Linked DNA regions of Gossypium hirsutum: region 2 is linked to region 1. A link is a contact called in public Hi-C data. All regions are on one chromosome and are shown on one strand. The core of a region is the stretch at or near the end of the contact, and the rest is flanking DNA. Distances in the headings are between cores, read along the strand shown.

What was found. A called contact is a pair of places that touch in the nucleus more often than the background predicts.
Region 2: a contact with region 1 is called in a Hi-C map of leaf, with 2.1 times the contacts expected there. The contact joins the promoter of LOC107914317 here to the enhancer-like site in region 1. A contact is called at or near these places in 5 of 34 Hi-C or Micro-C datasets (hypocotyl and leaf).

Annotation. Positions count from the first base shown.
Region 1 is chrD10:13,138,861-13,145,867 of Gossypium_hirsutum_v2.1, reverse strand. No RefSeq gene overlaps it. Among protein-coding and RNA genes, the nearest start is that of LOC121222412, 9.8 kb to the left of the region's middle. Within about 2 kb of position 1,462, at least 5 of the 9 cell types and tissues checked have an H3K27ac peak or open chromatin away from gene starts, as enhancers often do. A contact at or near this core is called in hypocotyl and leaf, where this site is marked.
Region 2 is chrD10:13,178,542-13,185,777 of Gossypium_hirsutum_v2.1, reverse strand. LOC107914317 (caltractin) reads left to right here and starts at 2,162. Exons shown (of 7, transcript XM_016843190.2): 1 at 2,162-2,312; 2 at 2,904-3,024; 3 at 3,112-3,148; 4 at 3,239-3,266; 5 at 3,365-3,517; 6 at 3,606-3,708; 7 at 4,102-4,414. The coding sequence starts at 2,310. The coding sequence ends at 4,166.

The DNA of each region.
Region 1 (7,007 bases), core at 213-2,712:
AATTGAATTCTTTATTTTCAAAACAATTTTTTTCCGTTTTCAAACTTTTACAAAATCGTGTAGGTTATTCCTTTTCTTTTCTTTTCTGACGAATAAAATTAAACAAACGATAAAATTTATCTAAACCTTCTTAGATATTCCCAAGCAAGCTCGATTGGAAGTCGAGCATCGATGAACCAAAGAGATAAAGGGAGCATGGAACCAAACTGGTTTGGGTAAAGTTGAGGGTAAGTTTCGTATGGTGGTTGTTTTAGTCATTGAGAGTGTAGAGCTTGTTTGAGAAATTCGTAAAACAACGTAATTTCGAGAGGGCGAGAATGTTGTAGGTAAGATAATGTGGTCGTGGGGGTTGGTTAGGAGGTTAAGGGAACGAGCTCAGAAAACTTTGTTGAGTGTAGATTGCCATAAGTCACGACTAGCGAGGTCTTCGAGTGTGGTGAGCTTGTGGACTATGTCATTGAGAGACCCAAATTGGTTTGTTAAAGCGATGATGGATGATGAGGGCTTGTAATTGTGGGGTGAGAATATGTGAAGCAAGTTTTATTTTGGTTTCAGCTTTCGCCTTTTCTTTTTTCATAAACATAAAAAAGTTTTAACAAATGGAAAATATAGAAAAATTATGTTAAAGAGATGGAGAAGAGAGGAAAATAGAGGGTGAAGCAGAAGAGAATGAAAATAAAGAAAAAATAGAAAATTTAAAAAACATAAAAGAAAATTTTTAAATTGCTCAAAACGAAAAAATATAGGAACCAATTGTATAATTTAACCTAAAATTTTTATTTGAAATGATGGTTTAACGTGTCACGTTAGCTTACCATTGCATTGTTAACGACGATTAACAACTCGGTGACTAAAATGTTATAACACGTTAACGTAAGTGACTAAAACATAACATTTCAAACATAAGTGACTAAAATATAACCTAAGGTAAACAAGAGTGACTATTTTAATAGTTTACCCTATATTTTATACTCTATTTTAAATTTAACACAATTTTTTAACTAATAATTATTTTTAAATTTAATTTAATAATATTCATCAAAATTTTGTCTAAACTCACTTTTAATATAATAGATATATGGAAAAATATTTCAACTAAAGTAAAAAAAAATTGTGATGCACTAAATTGGATCATTCCAATTGGCAAAGCCATTTTGCTTAAGCCCAAGTCCTTCCCTAAGATGAAAATCAACTGCACAAACACCACACCCTCAACATATTTTTAAAACAATTTTGGAATAGGAAAAGAGGACAGCATATTTTGGACAACAAGTGGACATGTTTCCGGGCATAGATTACAATTTAACTGACCCCATAGCTCTTTCAAATGGGCCTTGACGCCCCAATCTTTTATTTTCCTTTTTCAAATAAACATAAACTAAAACCCAAAAGAGAAAATCTATAACTATCAGGTCCAAAGTTTTTATCTGTGGACACGTGGAATGTCTCAATTATGGTCCCTCTATTTTTAGACTAGTGCGGATGCCTAGGAATAGTTGATATTTGATTGCCTTTTCCTCTGGGTTACATGTGTCTTTTTAAAAGAAATCAAAAGTTGAAGAATAAAGCACTCTGACCTGACTAAAGTTATGATCTCAGAATGAGGGAATCAATCCAGGACTGCCTGCCAAGGTTATTTGATAAAGAAGTTAGTGTCTTCATGAGGTTCGACAATTATCTGAAAGAAAAGAAATAAAATTCATAAATTTGCTCTCCATCTGTTTGGTGGAAGAGAAAATAAAAAGGAAACACTCATCAGGCAGCTTGACAGTAGCGTATAGCTTTTTAGTTATTTGCTGCAATGGCCGGACAACCACACAAAAGAAATACATTTCTAGGAATCGTGAATGACCAAAGTCTTCATCGCTTGGGTGCCTTTGTATCTAAACCAAAAAAAAAAAGGCATAACATTCAGCTTCAAGCATAGCATACAAAGCAACAACTGTCCATTATCAGCACAAGCCTCATCAATAACCCACCTCGTTTCATATCCATTAAACTACAAAATAGAATGCCAATTTTAGCCTACCTTCTTTTTATATATAAACTCTCAAATTTCAACTTTAATCCCTATATTATATTTTAATCCCTACCAAATGAGTATTTTTATTTTTTAAATTTTAGAATGTCAAATCAACAAATTTAATATATAAATTTTAAGGTGATGGCAAGTGAACTTGTATTTTTAAATTCAAAAAATATAGAGACTAAATTTCAAAAATGAAGACAATACAAAAACTTGGAAAATATTACAACATTTAAAATTTAACTTTAGCCAAAAATAATTAGTAATTAAATTGGTTGTGGTGGAATAAAAGAATGATACCTAGTCAGCACCACAGTCTTAGTATGTTTAGACCTTTGTAGGACCGTCAAACACTAATTAAATTTGTGCTCGAATCTAACTGCCACTCCTTATTCATCAATTCATCTCTCCATAGCATTAGCTCTGTGGCACTGAGCTGATAAAATTTCTTGTAGAAACTTGTTTTGTTATTTCAAAAGATAGTAAGAGGATGCATCATGTAAAAACGTTTTGAGCTTATGGAGATGAAATCTCGAGTAAAGCAATTGCCCCCATTTCCATGTTGTCTGGGCTAAATTACCTCTTTGATATATATATATATTGAGATGGTCTGCTCATTTTGTTGAGCAAATATTTTGCTTCAAGGCCTGAGCTGGTCACGTTATGTTTGAGTTTAGACCCATTAGGTTGTGGTCTAACAGTAGTCCCAGTTTCCCACCACCCTTAATGGTCTGACTTGTCATTTTTAGAGAGAGCATGTAAGTACGGAAGGACCTAGGATGCATTAATTGTTGATGATCTTGTGAATTGCGAGATTGCAAGAACCTCCAACTTATGCCTGGATCAAACTGTTGCTTCTTATTGGTCACTTCATCTCTCCGTATTTTTAGGTGTCAGGTGTGAAATCATTTTGAGCTTGTGAGGATGAAATCCCATGTAAGGCTTCTGGGCCTATGACCATATTGTCTAGGCTAAATTACGTCTTTTAATTTTTATATTTTGAGTCATCCTAATCATTTTCTTGACCAAATATTGTGTTTTAAGGCTTGAGTTTGTATATTATGTTTGGGTTTGGACCCATTAGGTTATGGAATAAAAAAGTTCTAATAATACAAATAATCTATTTTTTTATAAAATATAAATAAAAATCTAAAAATTCAAAAAATATATAAATTATTTTTTGAATATATATTTTTTCAAAAACTTATAAAATACTAAAAAATGTTTAAAATAGAAATTATATTTTTTTATAAAAAATATTTTTTTATAATTTAGGTTTTTATAAATTTAATTTTCTTTAAAATTATATACATATTTTTATATTAGAAAACAATTCTTCCTAAAAAATCTTAAAATCCAGAAAGTCATAAAAAGTTTTAAAAATTTTAGATTTTTTTCTGTAATTATAAAAATTTATATAATCTAAAAAATCTAAATTCAAAAGGATTAAAATTTATTTTTGTATATAATTACAAATTTTCTAAATTTAAAATTCTAAAATATTATTTTCTATAACCTTATGTTTAGATTGAATAAAAACAAGGAAAATGATAAGAGAAAGAAAGGAAAGTACCATTTCCCTTGTTTGGATAAATTTTACTTTCCTTTAAGTTACTCAATTTTTAACTACCCTAATGTTGGGGGAAAGTTGGGGAAAAGAAAGTGATGTTTCCTTTAACATTATGTTTGGAAAAATGGTTTAAAAAAAGTAAAGGAAAAGAAATGATATAGGGTGGGTTTGGATGGGCGATTAGGTGCGGTGCGGTGCGATGCGATGCGATGCGTTTAGCTTACTTTTTGTCTCACGCTACAGTATCGCTACAGTATTTAATCTCACCGCTACCGCTATTTTTACACTAACCACAGGTAAATGCACTGCCCATCCAAACTCACCCATAGTCTTTTTTTGTTTGGATAGTTCAATTGGTATAGTTAATATTGCAATATAGAGGATATGAATTTGAATGTGTTTAAACGCAATGATTTTTCTAATTTAAGGATTTAAGGGGTTTATGGGTAGAAATAAGCCTTGTATAAAAACAATTAGACTAAGATTTATAAATTAAAGTCTTAAGTGATAAGAATAGGGTAATCCCTTTCACTCTTATTAATAGACCTTAAGAGTATATATAATATTTATACAGCAGTAGTACCGTAGGAATAGGAAAGGTATATAAAATATTCCTAAATATATTCATAAATATATTCCTAAAATATATACAATAATATACAATATATTTAGATATTCCTAAAGCAAAATATCCCATAATAATATCCTAACACCCCCTCAAGTTGGAGTATGCAGATCATAAATGCCTAACTTGCTGAGAAGGTATACAAATTATGGTTTACCAAGCGCCTTGGTAAAAATATTAGCCAACTGAAAAGAGGTCGGAACATAAGAAGGTGTAATTAACCCATCCTAGATTGCATTCCTAACAAAGAAACAATCCACTTCAATATGTTTAGTACGCTCGTGAAATACAGGATTCTATGCAATATGCAACACAGATTGACTATCACAAAATAAAGGAATAGTTTTAGGATGATGAACACCTAAGCTCAATAGCAAGTCCTTAAGCCACTTGAGCTCACAAGTGACGAAAGCCATAAACTTATACTTAGCCTCAGCGGAAGATCGAAACACGATATGTTGTTTCTTAGTTTTCTAGGAAATAGGAGATCGTCCTAGAAAGATAAGCCAGCCAGTATACGATCGCTGAGTTAATGAACAAGCAACCCAATTCGAATCACACCACCCCTTTCAGGACAAATCACTATCAGAACTCAATAGAATCCATTGGCCAAAGAGCTTTTAAGTATCGAACAATACGCAAAGTCGCATCCCAATGCTCCTGCCTCGGCTTATGCATAAACTGAGATAAGACATGAACCGAGTATGCTAAATTAGGTTTGGTCACTGCCAAATAAATCAAACGACCCATTAACCATCTGTACGACTCAAGATCAGTCAAAACTGCCCCTGTAGCATATTTCAATCTATGATTTTGCTCTATTCACCATCTTGCAGGCTTTACTCCTAAAAAACTCGTCTCCGAGATAATATCAAATGTGTATTTCCTTTGACAAAGAAATATACCCAAAGAACCACGAGCTACCTCTACCCCAAAAATATTTCAAAACACCAAGATCTTTCATATGGAAGCAAGAACTGAGATACCCCTTAAAAGTTTTCAAATCAGCGGAATCATTCTAAAAAATAAGTAAATCATCAATATAAACTAGCATATTCATGTTTACAGATCCCTTAGTGTATGTAAAGAGAAAATAATCAGAATATAATTGAAGAAATTCATACCCTTTCAATGCAGTAATCAACTTAGCAAACCAACATTGATTAGTTTGTTTTAACCCATACAAAGATTTGCGCAAATGACAAACCATTCCAGGTTTATTAGGGGAAAACCTAGAGAAAGCTTCATGAAAACCTATTCATCAAGACCACCGTGCAGAAAGGAATTATGTATATCCATCTGATGTAACTCTCAATTTTTTTGAAGTTGCAATAACTAAGAAAACATTGTCGAAACCATCATTACTTCGATTTGAAAAACGGAATTCGACCTTTTTAATGAAAATGGGAGTCGCCACCGATCTTTTATTAAGGTGAGAACGGTTCACCATTAAAAATAAATTTTAAGTTTGCGAGATTTGAGAAAATAGGTCCAGGAGTTGGTTACACACGAGGAAGGGTTAGCACCCTCGTAACGCCCAAACTTGGTACCAAATTGATTGTTTAATGTCTTAGTGTCGAAATTTTGAAAAGATTTTTAAAAATACGATCCTTTTGACTTGAATAAATTGAATTAAATAATGAAACTCTCATTTCAAAGAAATAAAATGTCGCACTCAGTGAGTTAGGGCGCAACATTTTTAATCTTCAAAATTAAGTTTATCTTTTGACTTTTAAAACTCATGCATTTTGAGAAGGATATTCGATTCTTTAGGTCAAATGAGAAAATCGAAACCCAATAAGTTAGGGTTCGATTTCACAAAATCCTAAATATCGAATATTGCCTTTATTTTCATTCGTTAGAAAAATCCTCATTTCCAGAAAACAATATGTCATATCCAATGCGCTAGGACACCACGTATCGAATTCCCGAAAATGAGCTTTTATTGGAAAATCATAAGGTTTTATTACAAAAGAGATACTCGGCTATCTAAATTCATCGGAGAAATTGAAACTCAGTAAGTTAGGGCACAATTCTCTCGAGAATCGTGAATAGCGGGTATTTTGACAAATTGCGAAATAAGATGATTCTAATGCTTTTATTGAAACACGGTAAAAAACACAATGATTAAATGAACAATGAATCATGCAAAATGAATAGTAAATATACACCAATGAGTGATGAACAATAAATCAATAAATACAATAACAATAGTTCCAATCATGCATTATGCCACTATCAACATCAACATTCAAAAGTTATTAATTTAAAAGGAAGATGCAATTGTAACTTATAAAATAAAAAAGAGAATAAATAAACTTAGGATTTAAAAATCTACACAAGATTATACCAAAAAGGTAACGAAGATTTGAAACGATTTGACAATAGAACTAAAAAACAAATAAAATGTTTAAGGGTGCGTTTGGTTCACTGTATTGGATTAGAGGTGTATTGGATTAGATGTGTATTGGATTAGAGGTGTATTGGATTAGAGGTGTAATAGCTAATCCACTATTTGGTTGAATGTAATGGAATAGAGGCGTAATAGTAATCTTGTGTTTGGTTGAATGGAATAGAGGTGTAATAGCATAATGGAAAAAACTAAAATGACTAGAATACCCTTAGCATAAAATTGTTTTGGTAAATGATTATTGTTATTGTTATTTAAATTTTAATAAGATTATTATTATCAGTAATAAATATTTTAATCATATTTAAACATAATTATAATTAAATATATTTTAATTAAAATATATAATTTAATAAAATTCTTATAATTAGCAGAA
Region 2 (7,236 bases), core at 913-3,412, 39 kb before region 1:
TGGATTGAAGACTCTATGCGTATCTTGGACAAAAAATCCTTCAAAGACTTCATTTCTACTTTGTGGAACATTTGGAACAATAGAAACAATGTTATTTTTAGAGGTAAGGACAAGGACACGGGTGTGATTTGGGATAGAGCTTGCAAACTCAATGATGATTTCTAGATTCATAATTTTTCTTTTCAACCAATCTTACTTCGGGTTCCTAGAATTTGCAAATGGGAAAAATCGCCGGAGGGTGTTACTAAAGTGAATATTGAGGCTTCTGTGAATGCTTATGGAACGAGCTTGGGCATTATTGCTAGAGATTTTGATCGCTTTGTTTTAAGCGAAAAAGTGGTTTTCATTAATAAGGTGGTTAACTCCAAGTAAGCGGAATTGAATGCCCTTATTGAAGGTTTTCAGCTTGCTCAATTGCGCAATTCTGATAAGATTATTTTTGAAACGGATTGTGCTTATACCGTCAATCACTTTTGTAAACACAAGGAGGATATCACGATTCTTGGCCACTGTATTAAAGAGGCTGGAAAGATGCTTGATTCTTTTTTTAAAGTCGATGTCAATTGGGTGGATCGCGGTTGTAATAAGTTGGCCGATTCTCTTTGTACTTGGTCTCTTTCTAATTGTAGTAATTTGTCCTTTGAGATAGGTTATCCTAGTGATATCCATAACATTATAATTTTTGATGCAATTTAATTTGAGGTTGTGGCCTTTAGACCCTTTCTTTGTAAAAAAAAGAGAGACAATTTCGAAAACGTTAGTAATCAAATTATAATTTTTATTAGTTAATTGACCAAAATAAAAACTTACCTATAGTTGAGTGTCTAATGGTATAATTTACCCTTAATTTTAATTGTATGATCCTTACCCTTATCCTTCTATAAAAGAATAAAACTAATGAGCTAATTGAAAGGATATCTTAATTGATCCAGAAATCAATTTTACTCCATTACCAATGACTAAGTTACATCTTTACAACAAACAACCTCTTACCCTAATGGGTAAGAAAATCATGTTATAGGCAAAAGAGCTTAGGTCCAATCCCTATTGGGGATAAACCTGATTAAACAACGAACAAGTAAAATAACAAAGAAATTGAAAAGATCGAACTTAAATATTTTACGTGAAAAAATCCCTCCGAAGAGGATAAAAAACCACGAGTAAAGATAATTTCACTATAACGGCAAAAGTAAAGAGAATAAAGATGGAGATAAAACAGAACCTTGAAACTCGAAAATAAGAACCCTCAAAACGTAAACAAAAAATTCTCTGAAAGCTTGTAAAAGCTAATACCTAAATGTGTTATGGGTTATCTTTCTAGGGTGGTAAAAGGTCTACTTATAGGCTAAATTCGTAGGTAAAATAAGATTAAAATAACCTACACTAATCAGAGTTTGATTGGGACAAATAATCAAAATTTGATTGGAAGAAGAAAATTGAGAAAATTGCATAACATGTCGTCTCGTTGTGACGTGGCTGTTGCCTCGTCAGGACGCCCTTCACATGTTGTCGGGACGAGACGTCTCTTCTCGTCGGGAAGTCAGTGGTCGTGTCATTGGGATGACACCTCTTCCTCATCGGGACATCAACTTTATTTCGGTAAAAAATGCGAGGTATACTCCGCAATCCCAAGCAATCCTTTTCTCCACTCCCAATGTCAAAAGAAAATAAAAGTTACATCTTTAGAAATTTAAATTCATATGATAACTTATAGATAAAAACATCCTGCGAAATGCATATCACATCACATTAAATTTTCAAAAAGAGATTTAACAACTAAACCGAACATCAATTTGTTGGAATCCTTTCAAAAACAAAGATCAAAGATTTGATTTCTTTCATATCTATTTTATTGTTATATTCGGAATTAATATTTGATGCACGAATAGTATATAATTTTATCCACTATTAATGAACCGGATTATTACAAATGATTTAAATATATTTAAAAATCTATTTTCATTTTTAAAATGATATTCTATAATTTAATTTATTAACAATAGTAGACCATTAATAAATCAAATATAAATCCATAAAACAAAATCAGACCAATTCCATAAATAAATGCAAAGCACACCTAAATTTAGTTTATAAGGGCCAACAAAGGCCCACTTAAGCCCATTATTGGCTTATATTAGTTAACAATGGGCCTTTTCACGGAGGAGTCAACAAAGATCAATTAACCGCGTAAAGAACCAATTCTTTCTCTTTCCTGAAGTTAAAATCTTCAAAATCAAGTCTTTGCAATTGCTTTTCTTTTGAAGTTGGGACTTCTCTCGAACTGGTTTAAGATCTCATCTCAGTGAACAATGGTATGTTCTTCATATTTATCTCTACCATTCAATTTACTTTGTTTTAATCAATAATTATACTCCTCTTTCTTCTTCTTTACTATTATTGTTAAAGATTAGGGTTTAGTTTACTGCCTACTGTTTGGTAGATTAGGGTTTATTTTGGATTGAATTGTGAAATTTTTTTGTTTTATAATAAAATGAGATGGATGAGATATGTGGTGAATTAGCAGGACGTGGAAATTAAAAAAAAAGAAATCGGTGATGTCTGTAAAGTGCAGCAATTATGGATGAAACCCTTTAATTTGAAGATTCCTTTAACTTGAGCATAATATTTTCTTTGTTTTTGATTATTTAAGGCTTGCTGAATTTGGAAATATCTATGTTTCTCCGGATCTTCATTTTGCTTGAAGTATCAGTGCCTGAAACCTTTGTCCAACACATTTTTGGATAAGAATCTTGGTAAAAAGAAAAATGCATCTGCACTGTAATAGCATCCGACACTCGCACTCGAGTCTGATTAACATAACCAAGTATACGTGGGATGATGTTGTAAGACTTTTGTCCAACTAGAATTGGTCTTGATCATGTCTTTAATGAATGTTTGATCAGGCTAGTCTTTACAGAGGGGCATCAAGGAAAGACAAGCAGAAGGGAAGACACCATGGATTAAGCCAACAGAAGAGGCAAGAGATTAAGGAAGCATTTGAACTGTTTGACACTGATGGCTCAGGTATGGAATGGCTTGTCTAATACAGGTGTTATATATGGTGTGTGGTTGGCATTTTTACTAAATTATAGGTTTGAATTTGCCGGCCAGGTACCATCGATGCCAAAGAGCTGAATGTTGCCATGAGGTACGAGTATTTATGCATGATATTTCATGTTTTTAAATAGATCTTTTAGTTGATATCTTCACATTGTCACTGAAAGTTTTAGCATTACAGGGCTCTTGGTTTCGAAATGACAGAAGAGGTAACTTTTTGTATTTTCCTTTTTATATCTTGCAATAGATAGCATATTAATGTGATTATCTTGGAATCCTTATGTTTTGATATGCTGTTTCACAACAGCAAATCAATCAAATGATTGCGGATGTTGACAAGGATGGCAGTGGTGCCATTGACTTTGATGAATTTGTTCACATGATGACTGCCAAGATCGGGGAGAGGGACACTAAAGAAGAGCTTATGAAAGCATTCCAAATCATTGATCAAGATAACAATGTAAAAATCTGTTTTTTACCTGTTTATTTAGAATGGATGTTGTTAGCTATTTTCTGTAAGATTGATTCTTCATTCATTTTGAATTCAGGGAAAGATATCTGCTGATGACGTTAAACGCATTGCAAAGGAGCTTGGTGAACACTTCTCCGAAAAAGATATTCAGGACATGATCGAAGAAGCAGACCGAGATCGTAAGCTAGCCTTTCTTCTTGAATCTCAATACAGTAGACTTTGACTTTTTACTTTACAATTTTGCTCCAGATGATTGTAATGCTTTGATGTCATTCACATTTTACTTTCTCGAACCTTGTTTGGATATCCATAATAATGTCGAGCTTACTAGGAGTGAGCATTCAATTTACTTTACACTGGCCTAACCAAAACCGAGCTTCCAAACTGAATAAGACCAAAACCGGTTAAACAGAACCTATTTAATCGAATTGCTTATGTCTCGGTCTGTTTTGTTAGTTAACCCCAATCTTGCATACCCCTAGAGCGGACAAGATTTTGTTCTTTACATGACACGTTAAATCTCATCTCTGTTGAAACATACATGATAATCAATGTTCAATTGGTGAATGCAGACGACGGGGAGGTAAGTATTGAAGAGTTCATGAGGATGATGAAGAAAACTACATATGGCTACTAGAAGTTTGACATATGGCCGGAGGGAGTGTTTGATCGCAGCCATGCTGTAGCTGTAGCTGCAGCTGTAGCATTGTTGTATAATTAAACTAAAAAAAACATGTTGTGTATGGATATATGTAATGGGATTGAATGTTTCTCCATGACTTTTAAATATGTTCTCTATTATTTAATTTTTTGGTACCGAAATAGAAGTTTTGGTATCAAAGCCTTGCAACCATCTACAATGGTAATATCATATTTGCCAATCAAGTCACTGTAAGCATAAATCAATTCCTGCATGTATACTTTTTAATCAATCTCTCCAAGCAGCAATGCTTTATTAAGTATACCCATCCTGCGTGGGCCTAGACCACCTTGGACCTTTGGGAGCATTCAAGGTGGATCTTATTCTTGTTATCTTCATGTTTCCAACTGAAGTTCCCTATGATTCTTCTCTATCATGTTTGAATTAATATCTTGTCGGCTTTGTTTGGGCCAATGTCCCGTGATGATATATATGGTGGTGGCAGGCGCAGCAGTATATTTGCAATTATTACAACTTTTGTATTATCTAAATTCATTTATTATCCATATTAAAAACTACACCAACGGTGAATAGAATAATTTTTTAATATCTAAAAAGAACTTAAAAAGTAAAAGGAATTTAAATAAGGGAGTTGTTAAGCATTTAAAAAATCTTGTCTAGAATTTGTACCATTACGTGGATGCCTCTATGAATAGAATTGATAGTTCATCACAATAGTATTTCCTTCTATTATTTTCTTCCCATTATGTAATTAATATCAACATGTTTTACGGTAATAGTAATACACACCTTATCGTAAGGTAGTTGTTGGGAAAGTTGTTCCTTGTTTCATATATGACGAATTTTCTCTCTAATTGGGGTCATCGATTTGGGCTTTGAATAGGTTTTATTTTTGCTAAACTTGAATGTGGCATATTTGATAAAAACTAGAAGCATGGGTCGACTAGGATACTAAGTCTCCCAGTCGACTTCCCTAAGGTGGTTTGATTAGCATGGAAGTCTTATTATATCTTAATGATAAAGAGCTATTTTTTAGAGATAAATATCAGATTTATTCAAGGGAATTTCTCAAAGATGTATCTGCTGCTATAATAGCCTATAAATAGGCTTCATTCTCTCTTGGTAAATCATGATAGAGACAGCTAGAATATCTTCACTTTGTTGAGTTCTCATTACTGACTTTTGTTTCTTTCTTGTTGAGAGCAATTTTTGGAGTGTCTTTGTCGATAGCTTTACTATGTTTTCTTGTGATTATTTTGCAACTCTTTTAGGTATTCTTTGGAGAGTTTATTGATTGTATTGTGAGGTATTTGGGTGAATGATTTTTGACAATTGGGGTTGGTATTGGGGCTACAATTGCTTTTTGGTATAAGGGTAGACTGAGCTTAAACTAATAGGTGATTTGGACGATTATTGAATAAAATAATTCATTGGGTGAGGCTTCGCAGACGTACATTATGTCTAAACTATGTTAACAAAGATTGGTTATGTCGTTTATTTTTTGCTCTTATTTTTTTCACTGCCTGTTTTTGTTCTAACTGTCATTACAATGAATATTAAACAAAGTTGATTTATCATATCTGTAGACTAATTTTTCAGTTGATATCAGAGCGGACTTCAAAAGTTATTTGAAGATTATCTTTTGTTTGGTTTATGACTATGGAATCCATGAAGGTAGTTTGATTACTCGATTCCATTGCTACTTGGTTCAACAAATTATGCTTGTTGGAAGGCTTGTATGAGGGCTTTCATTGTGTTTGTCAATGAAGTAGCTTGGGAAGCTATTGAAGATGGGTTGACTCAACCTACTATAATTGCTGCTGATGGCACTACATGCCTTAAAGAAAGAAGCAAATACACTGATGCAGAAAGAATGGCTTGTCATGAAAACTTACAAGCCCTAAATGCCATTTTTAGTGGAGTTGACTTGGACCAACTTAAAGTCATTTTTGTATGTGAATTTGCGAAGGAGGCATGAACAATCTTGAAAAACCAACATGAAGGAAATGATGTCATACGCATGTCAAAACTTTTGATTTTAACAACTAGGTTCGAAAATTTGAAAATGTTTGAAAATGAAACTATCTTTAAGTTTTATGCAAGATTATGTGTGATTTCTAATAGGCTTTCTGCCTTAGTGAGCATTTTTCTGATGATAAAATGGAAGAGGCCAAAGATTTTACTACTCTCAAGCTGGATGAGTTAATAGGCTCACTCCAAACCTTTGAGCTGAATATAGAGGAAGCAAAACATGACAAAATGGGTTTGCCAAAGAATGTAGTGTTCAATCTCAAAAGACTATCCCAACAGCCAAACAAACAGTGGAGGACACTGATGAGATAAAAAAAAATAGTCATGCTCACAAAGAGGATGAAGAGGTTTGCTAAGAAGGGAACTAAAGTAGTTACCGATGAGACAAATAAGAAGGATGTTTAATGTTATGAATGTAAGGGATTTGCTCACTTACAATCAAAATGTGTTAATACTAAGAAGAAGGAGAAGTCACTCATAGTCACTTGGAGTGATGAAGAAAGTTCTAATGTAGATGAATATGTGAGTAACTATGTTACTTTATTACTACGGTCCCAAACCATGTTTCAATAGATTCTGAAGAAGACTTGGATAATGATGATATTCCTTTTAAATCTTTAGAAGATGCTTATAGTCATATTTTAAATAAAATGGAGATATTATTCCAATTAAATGATTCCTTGGTGGAAGAAATAATTATCCTTAAAGGAGAAAAAGAAAAGCTCAAAATTGTGGTCCAAGAAAAGGATGATGTTTTGAAAGCTACCATGAGTGAGCTAGATGATGCAAAAACTGTCTTGAAAAATTTGGGAGGCCAAAGTGAGAAGCTTGATGAAATTTTGGCTTTAAGGAGAACTAAATTAGGCCATAGAAGACTTTATTACATCAAAAAAGGTAAGGAAACTATTGCTCATCCAATTTTTGTTAATGCTAAATATATGGGTTCTTCTTTTCATCATGAGGCTAGGAATAAAAACTTTAGAAAGATTGTATGCCATTATTGTGCAAAAGATAG